Linked DNA regions of Hordeum vulgare: region 1 is linked to region 2. The links are chromatin contacts, called in public Hi-C maps. All regions are on one chromosome and are shown on one strand. Each heading gives the region's core, a stretch centred on a gene start, on an enhancer-like site or on the middle of the called end of the contact. The rest is flanking DNA. Distances are from core to core; before and after follow the strand shown.

Evidence for each region. Hi-C and Micro-C count contacts between places; a contact is called where the count stands out from the background.
Region 1: a contact with region 2 is called in a Hi-C map of leaf, with 4 times the contacts expected there. The contact joins two enhancer-like sites. A contact is called at or near these places in 3 of 6 Hi-C or Micro-C datasets (leaf and seedling).

What each region holds. Positions count from the first base shown.
Region 1 is chr4H:602,258,603-602,264,426 of MorexV3_pseudomolecules_assembly, reverse strand. No RefSeq gene overlaps it. Among protein-coding and RNA genes, the nearest start is that of LOC123447506, 11 kb to the right of the region's middle. Within about 2 kb of position 4,061, at least 3 of the 3 cell types and tissues checked have open chromatin away from gene starts, as enhancers often do. A contact at or near this core is called in leaf, where this site is marked.
Region 2 is chr4H:602,153,821-602,160,027 of MorexV3_pseudomolecules_assembly, reverse strand. No RefSeq gene overlaps it. Among protein-coding and RNA genes, the nearest start is that of LOC123449969, 36 kb to the right of the region's middle. Within about 2 kb of position 1,372, at least 2 of the 3 cell types and tissues checked have open chromatin away from gene starts, as enhancers often do. A contact at or near this core is called in leaf, where this site is marked.

The sequences.
Region 1 (5,824 bases), core at 2,812-5,311, 100 kb before region 2:
CTGTCCACAAGGCATAATTCCTCTTCCATCGGGTTGTCCCCGTAGAAAGCTATATATAAAAATGAGGAATTTTCAATAAGAAAACCTTATTTCAATACATAGAATACAATCTTATTATATCAAAGTGCGGATACAATATATAAATGACAACAATACTTATGTTCTATTACAATCATCACACATGGATATGATTTATTTAATAAATCGATCACTAAGGAGATAATGGGACTAAACGAAGTCTCCAAACATGTCGGTTGAGGCGTACTCAACCATCATGTTCTCCGTGTCTGTAGGATCCTCTGGTGTATGGAGTGTCATGGTGTTGCTAGATCCGGGAGGAACATCTTGCGAACCACCAGCTCCATTGGTTCCATGTGGATGAAGGTTGAAGTTGGCTTCAAACCTTTTCCCGTGAGGTACTTTGCGTCCCTTAGATTGCTGATACAGAATTGCCAGATGCTTCGGGGTCTTGCACTTATTGGTAGAATGCGTGTAGCATCCACACTTGTCACAAAGCTTAGTTTTATCAAACTTGGGCTTTGCGGTGCCTTTCAGGCTTTTTGTTCCGGTTGCGCTTGCGTTTACCCTTGAAGTTCGATGGCTTGCCATGGGACGCACCATCAAACTTTCGTTTGTTCACGACGTTCATATGAACTTCAGGCAGAGGTTGGGAACCAACCGGACGCTGAGAACCATTCTTAGCGAGTAGTTCATCATGCTTTTCAGCCTGAAGTAGGATATGAATGAGGTCGGAATAGACTTGGTAGTCACGAGCGCGGTACTGTTGCTGGAGGACCCTTTCAGATGGGAGCATAGTAGACAGAGTTTTTTCTATCTTTTCCGCATCAGTAGGTTCCTTCCCGCAAAAGCGTAATTTGGAACTTATCTTATGAACCTCGTGATTGTATGCCCCGACGGATTTGAAATCTTGGAGTCGGATATGCGTCCAATCATGGAGTGCTTCCGGCAGGACAACTGCCTTTTGCTGTTCATACCTCGTCTTGAGGGCCTGAAACAGAGTAAGTGGGGATTCCTCCTCCAAATATTCAGATTTGAGATCTGGTGGATATGGTGCCTTATGATGTATAAGGCGGCATATTTCTGTTCATCTCTCAACGGCGTGACTCCATCCGGAAGAGGATCTTCCGGAGTCTGGATTGCACGCACTAATCCACGGGATGCAAGAGCGATCTAGATGTCCATGGCCCAGGTAGGATAGTTGTGGCCATTGAGGTCGAGTGCATTGAACTCTCTTCCAGCCATTAGTTACCTACATGGGTAAACCAGAGATTATTGATTTACACCGTGGTAAATAAAAACCTTCATGGTTACGTTGTATTGAACGTTGCAAAATTAATGTTAACTTCAAGAAATGGGCTTGAAATCATTAGTGTGACTTTCAAATTGTTAAGTTTGACACATTGTAGATACGCCCCAAAAGAAAATTCGGGGTCCGTCTCTCAGAACTAGAGAGCATAATTGATAAAAATCAGTAGATACTCATGTTTCTAGTACCTTATGTCATAACTTAATAAAATGTATGGGAGGGCACAATATTAAGCAATCATCATATCAATATGATAGAATGTAGGCTTAATCGTAGTGGCGATAATCTGCTATGCAGTAAATCAACTCACTACTGTGTGGTCCCAAAACATCAATTTGAAAGAAAAATATTTTGAAATTTTGCATATCAACTCGTGCTCGTATTAAGCCAAAAGCTCAATTAAGATGAGGGGTTGATTTTTATTTGCAAGAAATTTAAAATCTCAATTACAAATAATACGGGTAATAAATCTCAACATGTAGCAAACATGGAAATATATATTACATCACATATATGCTGGAATACAAAGTACTCTACAGAAATTAAAACATGAATTAAGCAGGATCTAAAACAGGGATTAGTCTACTGCTAGATCTACCGTTGATGCTACTGGAATTAACCTAAAACAGATATCAAATAGTATTAGTATACTACTGCTAGACCACGTGTGCTCTGCTAGATCTTTCCAACAGCGCAGTACACAGGCATCTATTTAGTCACCGAGAGGATAAGGCAGCGCTCAGCTAGTATTCAGTCACCAGAGCAAGAACGGCAAGTGCGCCAGGGAGTGCACCGCAGCTTTCACCGGTGACGGGCGAGTATGCCTCCACCGCGCACGTCCTCCTCTTCGTCGGAAGACCCGCCCGGGTGCAGATAGCCAGGCGAGGCACCGTTCGCGAGCCCCAGGGCAGCCGGGCTCCAGGAGCCAGTGCGCGGGGCGCGGCTGCTCGACGGAGAGCCCGCCGTCGCGAGGCCGAAGGGCATCAGCCGGCGGCGCGTCGGAGGGGTCGTCGGCGTCAGGGACGGCAGGCGCGGGCGCGGGGGCGAAGCCGGCGCTGTAGACTGCAGGCGCAGGCGTGGGTGCGCAGCCGGCGCCGCGGGCGCGATGGCGTCGACGGCCGCCGCGCAGGAAAAACTGCGGGCAGCGGAGCCAAAGCCGGAGGCGCAGGCGCCGGTCGGCGTGGGCACGGGCGCGGAGGCGGAGGCGCCGGTCGGCGTGGGCACGAGCGCGGAGGCGGAGGCGCCGGTCGGCGTGGGCACGGGCGCGGAGGCGGAGGCGCCGGTCGGCGCGAGCACGAGCGCGGAGGCGGAGGCGCCGGTCGGCGCGGGGGCGGAGGCGCCGAACATGAAGGTGGAGGCGCCGGTCGGGAAGGTGGAGGCTGAGACTCCGGCCGGCGCGGGCGCAGAGGCGGAGGAACCGCTCCCCATCTCGACAACCGCAGGGGTGGGAGACGGGAGGCGTGGCCCAGCGGCGCTGGTAGAGCCGACCTCGAAGATGGTGACGGGGGCCTGCTCGACGGAGTCCACGGCGGCGACGGCTTCGTACCGTGGAGTGGGCAAACTACCCATCCATGGGCAGAGCACCAAAAGCCCGGCGGCGGCGCTCCCTGTGCCGCGTCGGCCCCGAGCATCGGCGGGGCAGGGCCAGCGAGGAGCCAGCCGAGGGCATCCACTGCGAGCGGGGCGCGGGGCTCGGCGCCAACTGCCGGATTCGCACCGCTCAGGGAGCGAGTGCCCAGGCCGTGACGGATCGCTCGGTAGCCACCGGCGCCGTGGCGGCGGCCGATGTAGCGACCCGCTCCATGGCGTCGACCGTCGAAACGGCGGCGCTCTCCGAACCTGCGGTGGAGAGCAGCAAGGCGGCGACGACGGACGTCGTTCTGCAGCAGGCGACGAAGGTTCGTCGGCATTGAACGAGGCATCCAACCTTTTCTTCCTGTTGATCTCTTCTCGTCGAAGGCACTCTGGAAGAAGCAGTGCTGATAACGTGTTGTGATTGAAATGAGAGAGAGGTGTAAATGAAAACAACTGTCAACTTTATTCTTGATGATGAACTTTATATGTCAGGAAAAGACGGTTCCCGCATACGTCGGTTCCCGCATCGTGCGTGCGGTTACAAGTAGGGATTAACTTAATTAATTACATAATTAATCAATTTTTTAAAGCATGAACATTTTTTAAATCTTGAGAACAAATTTTGAAACCAGGAACAATTTTGAAAAATATTGAACAAATTTGGAAGCCCGATCAATTTTTAAGGCATGAACATGTTTTGAATCTTTACAAGAAACTTTTGAAACGAAGAACAATTATTTAAAAAAACCATTTTTTTAAAGTGCTAACACTCCTTTAAAGCATGAACATTGTTTGAATCTTGAAAGGAAATTTTGAAACAGAGAAAAAAATTGAATCTGAATCAAAAAAATTAAAACTGAGAACAATTTTTGGAAAATAGAAAATATTTTTTAAATTGAGAACATTTTTTTAAATCCAGAACATTTTTTGAAAGTGAAACAGAAAAGTAAAAAAAAAACATTCTATAAGTTTTCCGAAAATGAGACGCTGCAACCTGTTGAATGGGCTAGGCCATTTAAAATCGCTACCTTCCCCGTCCTATGCGAAGTCCCGATACCTCCTCTCGCACAGAGCGGCGAATAAGATAATCCCCTCACCTATCTTTAAAAAAATGAGACGTCCTCCCCTATGGCTTAAGCACCCAGCTCGTGGGCCAGCCAACGCAAAGGAAGTGAAAGCTCATTGGGACGTGTCGGTTCCCGTTTACATGGTCGTGGTTGACAGGTAACTGTTGACCCATTGACTGTTTACCACTGAATTTCCGGATAAAATATGCGTTTTCTAAATAACAGGAATTTCAAAAATAATATGGTTTAAATATAACTTCACAAACTCGAAAATTTTACAAGTTCAAAAAAAGTTCCTGGATTTCAAAAAAGTTTAAAGGTTCAAAAAGAGTTCAAGGGATTCAGAAAAAGTTCATGGACTTGGAAAATATCACTAACTCGAACAAGTTCATGAATTTAAAGAAAAAACCATTAATTTTCACAAAAAAAACATTACTTATAAAGCTCTTGGGTTCCGGGAAAAAGCACAGATTTAGAAGTAATTTCATCGATTTTGAAAAACAAGTTCACGACTTCAAACAAAGTTTGACAATTGTGAATAAATTTGGAAAAGGTTAGTGCATTCGAATACATTCATTTGTTTCAAAAGAGTTCGCAGATTCAAAAAGAGTATTAAAAAAGGATCCTAAATTTGAGGGAAAAAATAAATTTGAAAACAAATCACACATTTGTAAAAATTTCACACATTTAAAATATTCAGAAAAAGGCAAGAAAATGAAAAAAAAAGGTTGAATAAAGACCGTCGAGAAGCCCAAAAAAAGAAAAACGAAATATCTGTGCAGAAGCCTCTAGAAGCTTCCAAAACATGTGGGGGGAGCTTCACAAAAGATCTGGGCCGACATATAATTGATCGAGGGGGCGAGGATTAATAAATCACAATAAGTACCGCCTCAAGCGCCAAATAGGAGTGGCGAGATAGAGTCACCCATTTGACGCCCTGAAGAGTCTAAAAATGAAACATAGCCCCCCTCTAAGTCATATTGGTCTTTTTTCTTGATAAGGGGTGTTTTATTACTTAAAAGGCTTAAGCATTACATCCGGCCTCTGCATAACTGGAATGCACACAGCCAAACAAAGTTCACTTGCATAAAAAAAGGTGAAATACAAAGAAACATGTAGAGTCTGTATAACGCCTAAGCCATAGGAGGGCCAATCCTAAGATCATGCTGCCACCCATGTTGGGTAAAAGTATCCCTCGCCGTAGCTTCCAATCGTGTACACACCTCCATAAATAGGTCTCGATTCTCCATACGTTGTAGAGACGACCATAAACTAAGCGTCCGAGTATATCTGTAGATAACCTGCATAAGAGAAGTACTCTTACCATTAAAAACCTTATCATTTCTACATAGCCAAAGCGACCAAAAAACGGCAAGCGCTCCCACCCTGAGAAGAGTTCTAAACCTGTGTTCAGTCCCATGTAACGAGTTGCCAAATATATTAGCAACACTACAAGGAGGATACAAGCGAGAAACTATTTGGATGACTGACCATATAGAACGAGCGAATTTGTATTGGAAGAACAAATGTTTTATTGTCTCATCGTGTTGACAAAAACACATTGCATAGTTCCATGTCAATTTCTCTTAATAAGGTTATCTTTAGTAAGAATGACTCCGCGACGAAGATACCATGCAAAGATTTTATTCTTAAGAGGTATCTTCATGTTCCAAATCTTCTTGTTATTATCAACTGGCATATCAGATTGGAGCAAAGCTCTGTACATGAACTCCACCGAGAATTGTCCATTTCCATGTAGATTCCAACGAAACACATGGGACCCTTGGTCTTTGGACAATGGACAACCGCTGAAGCAGAGTGTTTCATGATTGTAGTCTGGGTCCAATTAAATTTC
Region 2 (6,207 bases), core at 123-2,622:
CAAGTAACAAAAAACAAAAAAATAAAGAAAACTAATTGAAGCAGCGACCGAGCGATGCGAAATTAGCCACTTACACAGAGCGAGGGAACAAACACACAAAAACAGGCCGACAGAAATACCGTACATTTTAGGCAAGAACAAACACACGAGAAGTGTATCTCTTTAAGCGAGATGGAAATATCTCGGACATCCTATTTTGGTTGCTTCTTTTTTCTATCGATGGCTTATCGTCGCCCGATCATGTGCTTTTTTTTGTTGGTCTGGTTTTCTCCTGATTTTTCATTTGTTTTCTTTTTCTATTTTTCTTCATGTTCTTTTTTGTTTTTCTGTTTTTTTATCTTCCCACCAGATTTCTCTGTCATTTCTTGGTTTTTATTGCGCATTTTTCTTTCACACTTTTTTCCTTCGTTTCACTTAAATTTTATTTGTTTATTAATTCAGTTTTACTGGTTTTCTGTCTGTCTGCTTTTTTTCCCTGCATTTTCGCTAGGGTTTTTCTTATTTTTCTTCCATTTTCTTTGTCTCTTTATTAGTTTCCACGATTTCCATTCTTTTACGATTGTTTCAATTGTACTAGTCTTTTTCTTTCTGTTTCCTTATAGAGCATGCATCTTTTTTTTATGGATTTTTAACATTCATTTCAAACATGAAATATTTCCATGTACCTCTGAAACAAATTTTATGTACAGGTTGAATTGTTTTCTAAAAAAACATAATTTATTTCTTTTCCAAAAATATATGTTTATATCAACATTTTTATAACAGTGATGCATTTTTTATACATCAGGAACATTTGAATATACAAGTTTACCATTTTCTAAATACATTATTCATAAATATGGAAAATAATATATTTTTCATATCAATTTTTAATACAAATTTGTATTTTATATATCAGGAACATTTTGGAAATACAGGTTTGCCATTTTTTAAAATCTTATTAACATTTTTCAAACATATTTGTTATGTCTACTTTTTCCAAACAAACTGTGCATATTTTTTGCATATATCTGTACACTTTTGACATACACGTTTCACATTTCAATGTACATGATTAACATTTTTTTCACATATTTGATTTGCTGTGTCTTATTTAAAACACACTGCACCAATTGTGTATACATTGGGATAAAATCTATCCATGTTTAACATTTTTTAAAAGCACGATTAACATTTTTCGCTTTTGAGTATAAACTATTTTTTATAATATATTCACTTGGAATATTTCAAAATATGAGAAAAAGCAAAACGAATGCAAAAACGAGAACACAAATGGCAAAAAAAAGAAACGCTGAAGAAATATGGTCCACCCTCGCTTATAGCGAGACGGGAGCACCTATACCACATTAAAACGGAAAATCATATTCGGCGCTCCCTGCGGCAAATTCTCCAGCCAACTTCCAGCTTTGCACATGGGCCAGCAAAGTTCCTGCTATGCACAATGCGCTGAATTTTTTAAGTGCTGATTTGTTTTCTGTTTATTCCGTTTTTCACTTGGTTTTTTCTTTTCTTTTACTGCTCCTTTTTTCTTTTCATTTTAATTTCTACTTTTTTTATTTTTCAAATTTGATTCAGAAATTTCGAAAATCTTTGCATTATTCAAAATTTTGTTTGAAATTTTAAAAAATGAACTATTTTCTACTTGATCAGAAATATAAAAAATCCAAAATTCAAAAAAACGTTTGTGTTACAGAAATTGTTTGTGTTTACGAATTTTGTTCGTGAGTTTACAAAAATGTTCAATAATTTCAAAAAATGTTATGGATTTCATTTCCTTGGTTCGGAATTTTATGAAATGCTCCATTTTTCATGACTTCACATTTTCTTCAAAAATGCAAAAACTATTCGCGTATCAGAAAATGTTCGAGAAATTATAAAATGTTCGAATTTCCGAATTATCGTTCGGGAGTTTCAAAAAATGTTTACATTTCCGAAAAATGTTCGCATTTTCTAATTTTGTTCGGGAGTTTCAAAAAATGTTAGCATTTCCGATAAAAAGTTCATGTTTTCAAACATTGTAGATGTTTTCACATTTTGTTCGGGAGTTTTGAAAAATGTCACGTTTACAAACATGTTTCATGTTTTGGAAATTCGTTCGGAAGTTTGAAAATGTTCCGAATTTTAAAATATGTTCACAAATTTACAGGAATTGAAAAACATGTTTATGTATTACAAATTTATAAAATGTTCATACTAAAAGAACTTCTGCAATTTGCAAAAGATATTTGTGGTTTGAAAGTTTGGTCTGAAACTCAAAAAACTATTCGCGTTTGAAATAGTACTCCAGAATTTCAAAATATGTTCGCGGTTTTAAATTTCTGTTATATGTTCCATGAAGTTCCATTTAGAAATTCAGAAAATGTCCGCGGTTTCATATTTTCATAATTTCATGAAATATTCCATTTTCAAATATTTGTTTGGAAATTGGAAAAATGTTTGCGGTTTAAATTTTTTTATCAGAATTATATAATTTATTTGAAAATATTTTAAAACGCGAACATTTTTTCACGGTTTCAAAAATTGTTCATGTTTACAAAACATGTTCTGGAATTATGAGAAATGTTCACGTGTTCAAAACAAATTCTGGAATTTTGAAAATTGGTAAGACTTTCAGAAATATACATGTTTTATAAAATGTATTAGAAATTAGAAAAATGTTTGATTTTCAAATATTGTTCAGAATGTCAAAATATGATGCATTTTCCAAAAAAATTTACACATTCTAAAAATGTTCGCAAATTTAAAATGTCTACATAAGTTTAGAAGATGGAGTTAATTTTGGAAAATTGTTCCCGTTCTTTACAATTTATTCGTAACTTCAATAAAGTGTTCGAAATTTGAATCACTGTTTGCAATATTTGAAGTAATGTTCAGTTTGTGCAGCTAAAATTAGTTCTTTAGAGTTTGCTCTACCTCTTATATGTAAGCAATGCATGATAGTTGGACTGGTCAGTCAGGTACATGCACTAGTAGTTGATTTGAGTTCAAATCCTAGATCGGCATCAGCTATTTTTGCCCATTTTCATCCGATAGCTTGGTTCAGCCCAGTCAGCTACGCCTTGTGCGGCGACTAGGACTTCCCCATGATAACAGAACTAGCGCACATATGCACACAAGATTTTCATCCGATAGCTTGGTTCAGCCCAGTCAGCTACGCCTTGTGCGGCGACTAGGACTTCCCCATGATAACAGAACTAGCGCACATATGCACACAAGATTTTCATCCGATAGCTTGGTTCAGCCCAGTCAGCTACGCCTTGTGCGGCGACTAGGACTTCCCCATGATAACAGAACTAGCGCACATATGCACACAAGATTTTCATCCGATAGCTTGGTTCAGCCCAGTCAGCTACGCCTTGTGCGGCGACTAGGACTTCCCCATGATAACAGAACTAGCGCACATATGCACACAAGATTTTCATCCGATAGCTTGGTTCAGCCCAGTCAGCTACGCCTTGTGCGGCGACTAGGACTTCCCCATGATAACAGAACTAGCGCACACATGCACACAAGATCGACCGCAGTCCAAACAATGTGAGATCACTCGTCCTGCCCTGACGCCTCACTTGTTTGACCCCCTAAAAAGACTCGCTCGTTCAGTCTTATCGGTTGACAGAAAAAGCCTAACTTGTGAACCGTTTGACCATTGAATTTTGAAAAAGAATGGGAAAAGGTACACAAGAATAGGAAAAATATCAGGAATATGATAAAACTTCACAAATTCAAAAACAAAATCATGAATTTCAAGAAACAAAATCAGGAATTTGAAAAAAATCATCAAATTTGAAAAAGAATTCACCGATTTTGAAAAAAACATGAATTTTCGAAAATATCATCTATTTTGACAAAGTCACAACTTTGAAAAGAAATCTTCAATTTTTCAAAACAATTATTAAATTTGATAAACATCACATGAATTGAAAAAAGTTCATCAATTTTGATAAAAAAAAAATCATTGATTTCGGAATAAGTACAGAAACTTTACGAAATTACATAAACTTTGATGAAAGTTATTTGATTTTGAAAAAACTTACGTGCATTCAAAAAACTAAATAAAAATATAAAATTATAAGAAAATAAAACTAATTAGAAAAATACATGAAATATCAAACAATACTGATTGTTGGGAAGCTTCTGAAAACGGGGACCAGCTACTCCCGGGCCGGTCCATCGCGAACGTCTTCAGGCGCCGCGTACCAAATATGCATTAAGCGGCATCGAAGGCGCCGAATAGTACTCCCTCTGTCCCAAAATAACTGTCTCAACTTTGTACTAGCTCTAGTACAAAGTTGTACTAAGCTTAAGACACTTATTTTTGGACGGAGGGAGTATTCGATAATCAAGACATAGTCACGCGTCGGGCAATGTATAGCTCTTCCAGGGTCGGCCGACGATGGCAGCGGCGTAAGGAGAGTAAGAGTGCCTTTTCCGTGTTGGGCTAGGCTTGCTCGCACTAGATTTGATTGGGACGGCCTCCTGTCTTCTACCGAGTCTTTTTTGCTTCCTCTTTTACCCCCTCCTATTTCACTCTCAGTGAGTGCACCAAACTAACAAATGAAATGCACATTGTCGGCCATTGCAAAAATAAGCTATTCGCGGTTTTTTTCATAAAAATATGTATTTTTAACGGGTTCAAGAAATTGTAGCCAAAACTTAGTTAAAAACAAAAAAAGTATGTTGCCATGTATAAAACAAAACATTTATAAATGCAATTTATGTATAAGTAATATGAAATTAAATTTTGTTTATATATTTGAAACACATTGAGTGTACAAGAAATTATATTCATTTATTAGAAAATGATTGCGTATTTGTTTAAGGAAGTTTATTTATTTTTTAAATATTATTCCTAGACGTAAGAATATATGTTCGTATATTAACGATAATTATAGAGCCTAAACAAGTAGATAAATAGAAAAACGTAGTAGCGCAAAAGGCAAAAACAATGTTGGTAACCCCAAAGGAATAGATGAAAGGAAAAGGTAAAAAACGAAACTAGGAAAGACAATAGGTGTCGCAAGACGCGCACGAGGGGTAGGATTGCCTAGCTATTGTTATGGACTGCACAGTATGTGAGATGAATCGCCGAGGATGGGTGCACCTTGGCCGAACGCATCTAAGGTTTGAGAAAAGTGCATTTTTAAGGAAATCGTTAACTGGTAGCTGCTCGGTTGATTGGCGAATAAGAAATTAATAGAATAATCAGCAAGCTAATCAGGCATTTAATCAATTAAATCAGTCGATTTATCAGTTAATCATCCACTGGTTGACCCTATGAATAGGGATTAATCGGCAAGTTAAATGGTTAATATGACGAACTCTTGAACAGGAAAAAAGTGTAATAAAATACAAAAAACTAAAATAAATATATTAATAAAATAAAATATGATCACATATTCGAAAAGATTCACTGTGATTTTGTTATTTGTTCAACGAGTATTTATCATGAACCTTAAATTCCATAACTAAAATAAATAAAAAATAAGCATACAAAATATAATAAAAGGAAGACACCAACACATGGGCCCGCAGGATGATAAGGCTTCGCGCGGTTACTCATCTAAACCAAAAGAAGAAGAAAAAAAAAAGATGTGAATTAAAAAATGAAAGAAAAATAAAAAATAGCATACATGCCAGCGTACATTCAATGTGTGCGGATGACAATTATTACGCGTACGTGCTACAATTAAAATGCGATGGCGGATCCTCTTCCGATTCCATGATTAACGTTTACAATTGATTTGGGAAGGTTCTAGAAAACTTTCTGAACTGGTTATTTCTTCTTTTTTAGGTGAATCTTTTTTTTGTGTGTTTTCTACTTCGCTGTTCCTTTTTCCCTATTTAATTTGGTTTTATTTTTGTAACTCCTGAACATTTACTAAAATTTCTAAATATTTTGAAACATATTATTTCTGAAAACAATTAGAGGTGTTTTATTAAATATATAATATTTTCAAATTTTTGCACATTTATTGAAATTAGTGAACATTTTCCATAGTTCGTTTTCCTAATACGAAATGTTAATCAAATGGTTAAAAAAATTGAAATAAAGAAAATAATATGAATTTCAAACATTGCTTTAAATCCCAGAAATTTTTCAAATTCATGAATGTTTGAAATAAAAAAATGAAAAGTAGTGTACATGCCTACATGTGTAGTGTGTGGCCGACGTACATGTGCGTGAATGGTTATAGGCCTGGGCAGTTC